2 separate regions of the Rattus norvegicus genome follow, and region 2 is linked to region 1. A link is a contact called in public Hi-C data. All regions are on one chromosome and are shown on one strand. Each heading gives the region's core, a stretch centred on a gene start, on an enhancer-like site or on the middle of the called end of the contact. The rest is flanking DNA. Distances are from core to core; before and after follow the strand shown. Region 1 overlaps Wwox (WW domain-containing oxidoreductase). Region 2 overlaps Wwox (WW domain-containing oxidoreductase).

Region 1 (4,915 bases), core at 907-3,406:
AAACTTCCCCCCAGTTAGAGATGGGAATACTACATGGTTCTTACTGGGCCTTGCCTCCATCAGTTAGACACTTACTCTATGACAGTCACATTCTACGGTAAGGCTCTATCTGGGATGACTGGAGGCCAACACTTCTCTGGTCCAGAAGCTTCCTTAGAACACTTTCTTTTCCCATTGCAATGCTCATTTCAGTAGCAAGCTTACCTGTTCATTTAGCTGTACTTTGATTTCTGCACACATAGGCTGATGAACATGTGTCCCACTGAACAAGGCTCACCTGTGCAGCTAATTGGTGGCTCTGTCTGTTTACAGCTCACACTTTCCGTGGGCCATTCCAGCTGCCCGCGGTGCCAAGTGAAGAATCTTTGAAAAATTTAAGGAAAACCATTCCTTTTACTAGAGGTTGTGATTAAACATATAAGACCGAAATCCACAATAATTCATACATACGATGTTTGCGTGACCCTTGCCCGACTCTTATGAATACATAACATGTCAGGTCTTTCTGAATACCACTTGGTATTCCCGGTTTTAGAACTGGGAATCCTGAGATGAAAAGTACAGGGCCGACGGGGGCAATGGTTTTTAAATGATCTGGGGCCATGTTCTGACCCAGTGCATGATATGGGTTACACCAGCTTTACTCAAGTACAGATGTATGTGCACGTGTGTGTGTAGACCAGAGGGCATCCTCATGTGTCTTCTTCAATGCTCCCCCTTAGTCTTTGAGGTGGAGTGTCTCAGTGCACATGTAGCTTGCTGATATAGCTCTACTGCTGGTCTCCGCTGTGCCCGAGTCCTAGCATCATATAAGTGTGTGTCGTCTCTGCACTTGGCTCTTTAATCTGGGTGCTGGGGATCATACTACTGTCCTTATGCCTGTGTGGTGAGCACTTCCTGACCAAGCCATCTGGCATGCCAACTCCTGATCTTTGCCTTCATTTGAGAAAGTTAACAGTGGGCAGCTCTTCCTAAGTAGCTTTGCACCCTCTACTCTTACAGTGGTGCAGCCGCCAGAAGCCAGGCTGAAGTTCAGATTTCAAAGCCTGCAAATGTGGCCTCTCCCTCTCCATTTTTGGATGGCATGATGAATAAACACAACACAAACAGAAAGCTACGAGCAAGCGAAAGAAACCAGCAGCAACAACTGCAAAATTGTGGCTCCAGAACGTAATTTATATGGCGGCACTCTGTCGAGCTGGGCCGTCGAGCTGGGGGCCATCTCTGTGAGCCTCAAACGGCCCAGAGTGCAGAAGCCCCATCTCCTGGGTTTGCATGGCCCCGGCTTAATGGATTATGCATTGGTCGCCCGTTTGAGAAGAAGCAGTAACATGCAGCTGGGCCATCAGTCCTGGAGACTGCACATGGAGCTGTTTGTCAATTATCCCTCCCCCCATCCTTATGGTATGGCCTTTCCTGTAATTACAGTCGAGATCCTATAGCCGGAGGAAGGGCTGTCAATTGAGTGGGAGGCTGATGTCCATCGCAGGGTGACAGGCCATTCTGAGGGCTTCAGGCTCATCCTGAGAGAGGCTGCTGGTTTCCTCCTTAGGCACTCGGCTGCCACCCGGTTTCCCACCATCAGAAGAACGGATGCACGAGTTCTGTGGCTGAGCCTGGAGGTCAGGCCCCTTGGACGGGAAGTGCTGCCGAGTGGAGATGAGCCATCGATCTACAGTTTTCTAAAACTGAAAACCATTATTTCACAGGCCACCCCTGTGCTTAAAGGAGATCTGAAAAGACGGGGAACAGAGTGATGGTTGAGTCTCGGCCCCAGGAAGTCAGTCTGAGTAGAGAGCCACAGAAAAATAATGGTTTTTTTTCCTTATTTTTATTAGTTCTTTGAGAGTTTCATACAATGCATTTTTATCTTATTCACCCCCTCCCTCACCCTCCTGGATCCATCTAGATCCCTACCCACCCAGCTTTATGCGCTCTTCTTTCTTAAAACCTTCCAAATATAATTTATACTACATATCTGCTCTTGGATATTTGGCCTTCACCGGATGGTGATCTACCCATCACCCCCTCAAGAAAATGGACACTCCTCCCAGTGGCTATCAGCAAGCCATAGCCCCTCAGCTGAAGGTGGGACTCTGTGTAGGCCCTCTCTCCATTCTCTGGGATTCTGTCCAGCATGAACCTGTGCAAGCCTGTGCGTATCGCCTCAACTGCTGTGAGTGCTTGTGTGCAACGGCTCGGCTGTGGCCAGGACACGCTGTTCCTTTGTAGCCATGCGTCACCTTTGACTCTCACATGTACCCTGACTTTCCGCCAAAATCGATGAGCTCTCGGCAGTTGTCCCTGGTCCTCACCTTGATGGGCTGCAGGTCTCCATACTCACTGCTGTCTACTACAAGGAGAAACTTCTCGAATGAGGGTTGACTGCTGCACTAATCTGTGGGTGTAGTGATCAGGTTTTACTTTAGACCAAGCATGCTTTTTTTCTTTTTTAAAGCTAACATGGATTATTTTCATAAGATTGAACGTCAAGGTCATTGAACTTGGTTCTCACGAGCAGAGATTTCATGGGTGGGAAAGGCTCTGGGGCTAGCATACAAAGTAATGGGCTGACTCACTGCTTCTCTTGCTTTGAGAACTTCCTGGGTTTGCATTGTTTATACGCCCCTCTGTCCAGACCCCTTCTGTGCCTACCACTCAAATTCAAGAACAGTCACCACTTCTTCTAAGTGCCCAGAGAGGTGTGCTCCAAACAGAAGAGTTAGCTCACTGTGGATGAGAAGCTATTTGGATGGAGGTAGACTGGACTGGCCTCCTCCTTCAGGGCCACCAGGACAGTGAGGGACAAGGGCTCGGAGTTTTGGGGGGTAGGGGGTGATAACAGTGACCCGCTTTCAGTGACTAGCCTGAGTAATAGCACGTCTACTCCTTGGCCCCCCACAGCTCAATAAATACATGTTCCTTGGGCTTCAGGCAGGATCCTACAGTGTAGGAGCTCAGCCTTCCCTTGGCAGGACTGTGGCTGGGTGAGAACCCCGGTTGTGGCTTAGAAAGAAATACCAGATTTCCAGATAATTTAAAAGACCATTATTCTGAAGGGAATTTGTGGGGGAAGTGTTTAATTAAAGTTAACATTTTAAATCAGCATCTAAAGTATTAGTATCTTAATGCTATTTACTTTCTAAAATTGTATTTTAAAATGTATATGTCTATGTAGTGTATGTATATTTGTAGTGGGACACACATATCAAAGCGTGCACATAGCGATCAGAGGACAAGTTGTGGGACTCGGTTTTCTCCACCACGTGCATTCTGGAGATTGGGTCTGCTCTGTCAGATTTGGCTGCAGGCTGAACATCTCACTGACCCCGTGAGGGCACTTTAAAACAAAGTTCCTTGTAATTTGTTTTCACTCAGTTCTTCTATCTCCTTCTCCTCCCCTCCCTTTCCTTTCCCTCCTCTCTATTCCGCTCCCCTCTCTTTCTGGTATCTTTGGGAGAGCATTGATGTCACCATGGGAGAGGTGGGAAAGGAGACTCTGAAAGACTCTACAACCATTTTGTGGTTCATTTTGACCTCTTCGTGTATCTCAAATCAGGGAGGTTTGCCACAGGGCATTCAGAGCTCGTAGGAGAGTGAAGGGAACCAGGTCTCAGCAAGAGTCTGATTCCAAACTGCACAAGTCCCGCTCACAAAGGTGGCCAGAAGCAAGGGCGCATCAGGTTGTACAGACTTAGCACGAGGGTGGCAGGGGCATTACGGGGAACCCCTGTCTTTAACTATACCGGGAACCTCCTGGGTCACCTTGCCTTCCTGGACGTTGGGAGACACGCACAATAATAATTGAGTCTGGAATGTTATAAAGGCTAAAGAAATAATTCTGAGGACTTTCAGTCTATTAACTATCTGAGGCTTCTTAATAGTTTGGCTTAAGGCAAAAATGATCTTATTCAAGTTTCATCCTTGTTGAGTCAATAATTAACTTAACCAACTTTGATTAAAACTGAATTTTCATAAGTATAAAAACCATCCGGGCCTTTCTTTTTCCATACAAAAAATGGTGGCAGTGAACTTTGCGGTCTCCCTAGATGGGGCTGGCCCATGGGGCTGGGGCTGGCCCATGGAGATGGTGCTGGCCCATGAGGAGCCTGGCTCTCCACCAGTCTCTTTGAAGGTGCTTCCTGTCCACCTCTCTGCTTTCACGTTAGGTAACCCCTCTGATATCTGATCATCCCGGACCTTTGGGGACTCACTTTCATTGTCACTGACCACCGTGCCTTTGACATCTTCCATGTTGGGTCCAGGGCACTGGCTATGGAGTCTCCAGTATCCTTTGCTGGCCTCTTTTAGAGGATCCTCCACCAAATAGTGATCTCCCAGTATTGATTGTCTTAACCTTCTGGACTTGTTCTCCTCCAAGGTCAAGACCATTTTTCATTATCATTCAGCAGTTTCATACATGAATACAATGTATTTAGATCATATCTACCCCCCTAACTACCCCCAGACCTCCCACGTATGCCTCCCGACTTCTTTTGTTGTTGTTGTTATTTTAAATAATCCACTGAGTCCAGTCACTTTTGCCCAAATGTACATGGGTGTGGGCCCATCCAGTGGAGCATAGGTAACCTACCAGGAGCCACAAGCTCAAGAAAACTCTTTTCTTCAGCATCCCTTACCTTCTCTAAGCATCTCAGCTAGGGTAAGGCCTCCTGAACCTCTACCCTACTCACATTGGAAGGCTGATTGGCCGGACCTTGTGCAGGTCTTATACTTGCTACCATAGGTGCTATTCGCTCTCAGTGCAGTGGTCCTGCAAGGTCATGTCTCTTTCTACTGTATCCCCTGTAGCAAACCCTGGAAGGATGTGTCATAGAAGCTGAGAATGTGAAACTCCTGCTATGGCCCCTCCTCACAGTCCAGCCCCTGGCGTTCCGCTTAGACTCTTGTGGGT
Region 2 (4,915 bases), core at 1,370-3,869, 210 kb after region 1:
TCAGGACCATGTCATAACATTAATTATTCTTCCCTGTGGAGATCAGATGTTTGCTCCCACAGATCATGGGGAGCCTTTTCAAAGACATCATGGCTTCTTCAGTAGGCCCCAGTTCAGCTTCCAAACACAGAAGACGCTTGGAAAGTGAATGGAGGAGAAAGAAAATGCACTGCATGTTTCAAGCATATGGGGTGCTACTTTCAGGATGATTCTTAGATTTGATTGGACTATAAACGTAGAGATTGGCACTCCAGCATTGACCTGCTTGCCTTTTGCACTCCCTTACTCCCTTAGCTTAAACCATGTCTTCTTTTCCTCAGTTTTCTCATCCATCAAGTGGAAATCTGTCCTAACTTACTTTCACTTACTATGATAAATCCTATGGCCAAAAGCAATTTGGGAAAGGGTTTGTATATTGAAGTTCATCATGGAGGGAAGACAAGGTAGGCAGTCAAGGCAAGAATATGGAGTCAGGAAGTGAAGTAGAGAACCTAAAGGAACTCTGCATACTGGCTTGCTCCTCTTGGTTTGCCTAGGAGTGGTGCCACCCACAGTGGACTGGACCCACATCAGTCAGTAGTCAAGTCAGATATGCCCACTGGCCAGTCTAATGGAGATAATTCCTCAGCTGGGGTTCCTTCTTCCTGTGTGACTCTAGTTTGTATCAAGTTGACAAATGCTAACCAGCACAAGACCCAGAGGACCCACAAAGAAGGTCTGGTCATAGTGTGTAGGAACTGTGGACATGGCTGTCCATTCGGTATGTGCGACCTACTGAGAAGTGTAAGCTCTTCTGTTTTAGCGGTGTTGGGCTCGAGCACAGGGCCTTGCAGATGTTGAGCAAATTCTTTAAGGCTGAGGTACTGCAACAGCCCAGTTCTGTAACCTTCTAGTTCATTTGGAGTCCTTGTGAGCATTTAGTCCACCAAATCCCGTGTTTACACAACATGCATGTCTTCGTGTCTTCTGTGATGTTTAAAAATACCTCTGAGGAAAAGGAGGATAGTTGAGCATGAGTGCTGGGCAGGGATGTTTAGGGATTAGGTTTTGTTTAGGAATTACTGTCCCTTCATTTCTTTATTCCATCATGCTCTTGGCTGTCTTCCCTCACTCTCCTCCATGACTCTCCTCCATAATAGACATGTACATTGAGTCTCTGCCACCCATGTGTTCACATTATCCTGCAGGACATTGTATAAAAAATTAGAGGTGGTTTATGTCTAGATGGTCCAGCTCAATGGCCGCCCAAAGCTGCAGAGCTCTTGAAACACGGTGGGCATGACTGAGGGCCTGGAAGCTTTATTTGACTAAATTTAAGTAACTTAAGAAACCAGATGTCCCTGGTGGCTGTTGTATTACACAATATGAAGAAGGCTCAGACAAAAGGCCACACTGTGCCTTGCTCCTGAGGGTCTCTGGTCCACAGGGGTCAGACATTGTGACTGACAATCAGCAATAGAACAAACCTGAACGTGGAGACTGGTGGCCAGTGCTGAGAAAAATGGTGCTGTCATAGGATCCCAGAAGACGCTAGCCCAGAGTGCAGACCGGCAAGCCTCAATTCTGTTTTCTCGTAAGATTTATTTTTTGTGTGTATGTACGTGTGCCCGAGTGAATTCATGTATGCTATGTATGTATGGGTACCTGTGAGGGACAAAAGAGGGTATCAAACCTCCTGGAACTGTAGTTACAGGCAGTTGTCAGCCACTCCTTGTGGGTGCTAGGAACTGAACTCAGGCCGCCAAGAGTTGTTACTGCTCTTAACTCCAGAGCCATCTCTCCAGCCCTTGTTTGCTTGTTTTTAAATTGTGTGTATGGGAGGGGAGGGGAGGGAGCAGTGACTATGAGCAAATGTATGCTGTGGTGCGCACCTCATAGGAAACAGGATCTCCCTAGACACTCACTGCTGCATAGGCTATGCTACCTGCCCTGTGAGCGTCTCATGGACCTTCTCTGCCCCCCATGTCCTGGTAGAAGCTCCTGCTTTGTGAATGTCTACACCACCTCACCTGCTTTGGATTGGCTTCTGAGGATCCAAGTGCAGGACATTGTTCTTGCACAGCATCTCCCCAGCGTGAAACAAACAAGCAAACAACCCTATTATCTTGTGTGCATGTGTCTGGAGGTCAGAGGACAATTTCTTGGAGTCTATTTTCACTCTGTGGATCCCCAGGGATGGGACTTGGGTCACATGGCACATGGCAAATACTTCCTGCTTGCCAAACCCAGGGCAGCTACTTCCTGTACATGCTAACACACTGCAGCTTGTTGGGGTGGTTACCACCAGCTACAGAGACGGCACTTCTGAGATTCAAGTCTGTGACTGTCTCGTCTCCCAATTTTAGCTTCTTACTGAGCTGAGCCTGAACCCCATGCAGCCTGCTTCCCGATTTACCCTTCCACCTCTCCAGAATCCTCTGCTGGATTCTTTTTCACTCTGGTTCTGGGTAACCAGTGATCCACCCCCATTAGGCCCCACCCCTGCTGAAGGCCCGTTTCATATAACCGGCTTAGCACTTGGTAAAGAATGAGGTGACAGCGAGGCCACAAGCTGATAAATACACTGGTATTTACCTAATGCCGGACCTCACTATGATTGATGTCTGTGTTGTTGAGCAGGGTGTCACATGTTCATGCTGTCATCCTGGTCTCGAGATGACTGTGAGGATGGGGCCAAGTCATTTCACAATTTGGGTGAGCGTTCCAAGCTTCTCGGAAGACCGACGCATTAGAAATTCGAAGTATGAAATTAAAGGTGCGATCTCCTAGTCATTTTACTTAGCACCTTCTGCATTGTGTCTTCTCAGCACATCAGGTGAGAGCCTCCTCCCCCTACTGCTCTCCCATGTGCAAACAAAGGCTTACAGAGAAGAGAGCACTTTGAAGGAAGATTTCTCTTGGAAAACCATATAACCGATTGCATTTGTGTCCCCAGCCAGGCCCGAGCCACTTCTGTCTTCTCTGTTGAAAGGTACTGATCCTGGGGCCTCCAGCACCAGCTCCAGGCTGGTTCTTTTAAGGGAAGCCCAGCAGTGTGTACTTCCCACAAGGTGGTTCTTGGATATGATATGATACCTTCCCCACCTCCCCACCTCCAGGCAGTCACCTGCTTGGTTCATTCCAAACCCGAGTTTAGATTCCCAGCTATTTTTTTTGGGGGGGGGGGAGTTGACAGGTCTGAGTTAAAGCGATGAACTTAATCCTCTCTTGGAATGCTGGAAGGAGTTTGTGGGGATCTCTGTAGCATCTAAAATTATCTGCCCTGCATATCCCACTATCGGGAAACAGATATGGCTCCGACAAGTCATCCTGATTTTTTTTTTTTTAAATAAAATTTTAAAGTCCTGAAAAGGCAGCTACCACCAAGCCTAGCTAACACCAGTCATTGGCTCTGTGGCAGGGTCTGTGTGCAACACTGTATAGTTGTACTATTCCTTACTTGCCTGGATAGACTCCACCACTCCACTTTTGGGCCCAGGAACCCAGAGCGCAGAGAATGGCAGCTGACCACACAGCTAGTAAGTGTTAGAGCCATAGTCAACAGCCAGATTTGGGAGCTCATCTCCTAATCAGGATAGCCGAGGCCCTGCTTGTTTGTTTATTATTTTAATTCCCAGGTAGCAAGTTGGTTGCAAAGGTTAGACCTTTGGCTCCACAGGATCGGAAAAGGAGAATCGGGAGGGGGAAAGGTTTGGGAATTGGGCAGGCATAAAGGTTGATCTGTCCCTTTCTTCATCTCCCGTGTTAGCTTAAAACCAAAGGCTCCAGATCAAGGAGCCCCTGCAGGGAGACTTTTCTAGCCAACCATCAATGCAGAGGGCCAGCATCTCTAAGGCGAGCACAGTTGAGAACTACAGCAAAAACAAGCTTGCTTTTCTCGTGGCCTGGACCAAGTGCTTGACTGGAGGCAAGTTCAGGGAAAGGAGCTCACAGTTCATGGCTTAAAGTCCATCTTGGCAGGAAGAGCACGCAATCCCAGAGCCTTACTCACCACCAGACGCACGGGCAAGCAGAGGGAGGGGAATGCTGTTGCTCAACTTTCTTTCTCTTTCCCCTTGGGGACTTCAGCCCAAGAGGTTGTGTCATCTACATCAAGAGAGGTCTTTTCTTTCTCACGTGCCTTCCCTGGAAAACCACCCTCACAGATAACACATAAATGTGTGCCTCAGAAACGCCCCCGTGGAAGCTTTCCTGGTGCTACCCTGGTGGAGCTTTAACAGAACCAAGGTGGTTTTGTTGTTGTTGGTTTGTTTTTTCCTTAGACCATGATGGCCCCAAACTCAGAGATCCACCCATCTCTGTCTCCCAAATGCTGATATTAAAGCAGTGTAACCACCACCACCACCCAGCCAAAACAAACTATTTTTAATAAATAAATGATGTTGACAGGGTTCTAGGTACTTCAGATCTTCGTCAGACCCTTAGAGGCCACAAGAGGCAGGTCCAAAGAGGAATCTTCATCCCCAGCCTTAGACGCTCAGGTGTCCACTCAATCACCACTTGGAGAGCATCCTTTCAATCATGCGGTAAATGGTTGATTTATTGAGATTGCACTTATCCTTTGGACATCAGAGAGAGCTAAGGGCTATAATAAAATACTAAATTCACCCAAACCAAAAGACCCCTGCACTAGCATGACTTCCATGGTATTGTGGAGAGGATGTTAAACAAGTAGACAAGCCAATATTACACAGACCACGGTGGAGTGCTGGACAGAAGGCTCAGTGCTGGACAGATGGCTCAGTGGTTAAGAACACCTGCTACTTGTCCAGAGGACCCAAGCAAGTGTGGTTCCCAGCATCTACATCAGATATAATGTCTGTAACTCCAGCCCCAGGAAATGATGCCTCCTTTTGGCATACACATACATGTGCACATAGCCCTTCCCCCCATATGCATATAATTAAAAATAGAA

Evidence for each region. Hi-C and Micro-C count contacts between places; a contact is called where the count stands out from the background.
Region 2: a contact with region 1 is called in a Hi-C map of liver, with 4 times the contacts expected there. The contact joins two enhancer-like sites. A contact is called at or near these places in 11 of 12 Hi-C or Micro-C datasets (the A7r5 cell line, Schwann cells, frontal cortex and 6 more).

What each region holds. Positions count from the first base shown.
Region 1 is chr19:59,680,020-59,684,934 of GRCr8, forward strand. All of the region lies in intron 8 of Wwox (WW domain-containing oxidoreductase), which reads left to right. Among named protein-coding and RNA genes, the nearest start is that of Trnal-cag16, 130 kb to the left of the region's middle. Within about 2 kb of position 2,157, at least 1 of the 93 cell types and tissues checked has an H3K27ac peak or open chromatin away from gene starts, as enhancers often do. A contact at or near this core is called in liver, where this site is marked.
Region 2 is chr19:59,894,237-59,899,151 of GRCr8, forward strand. All of the region lies in intron 8 of Wwox (WW domain-containing oxidoreductase), which reads left to right. Among named protein-coding and RNA genes, the nearest start is that of Trnal-cag16, 340 kb to the left of the region's middle. Within about 2 kb of position 2,620, at least 9 of the 93 cell types and tissues checked have an H3K27ac peak or open chromatin away from gene starts, as enhancers often do. A contact at or near this core is called in liver, where this site is marked.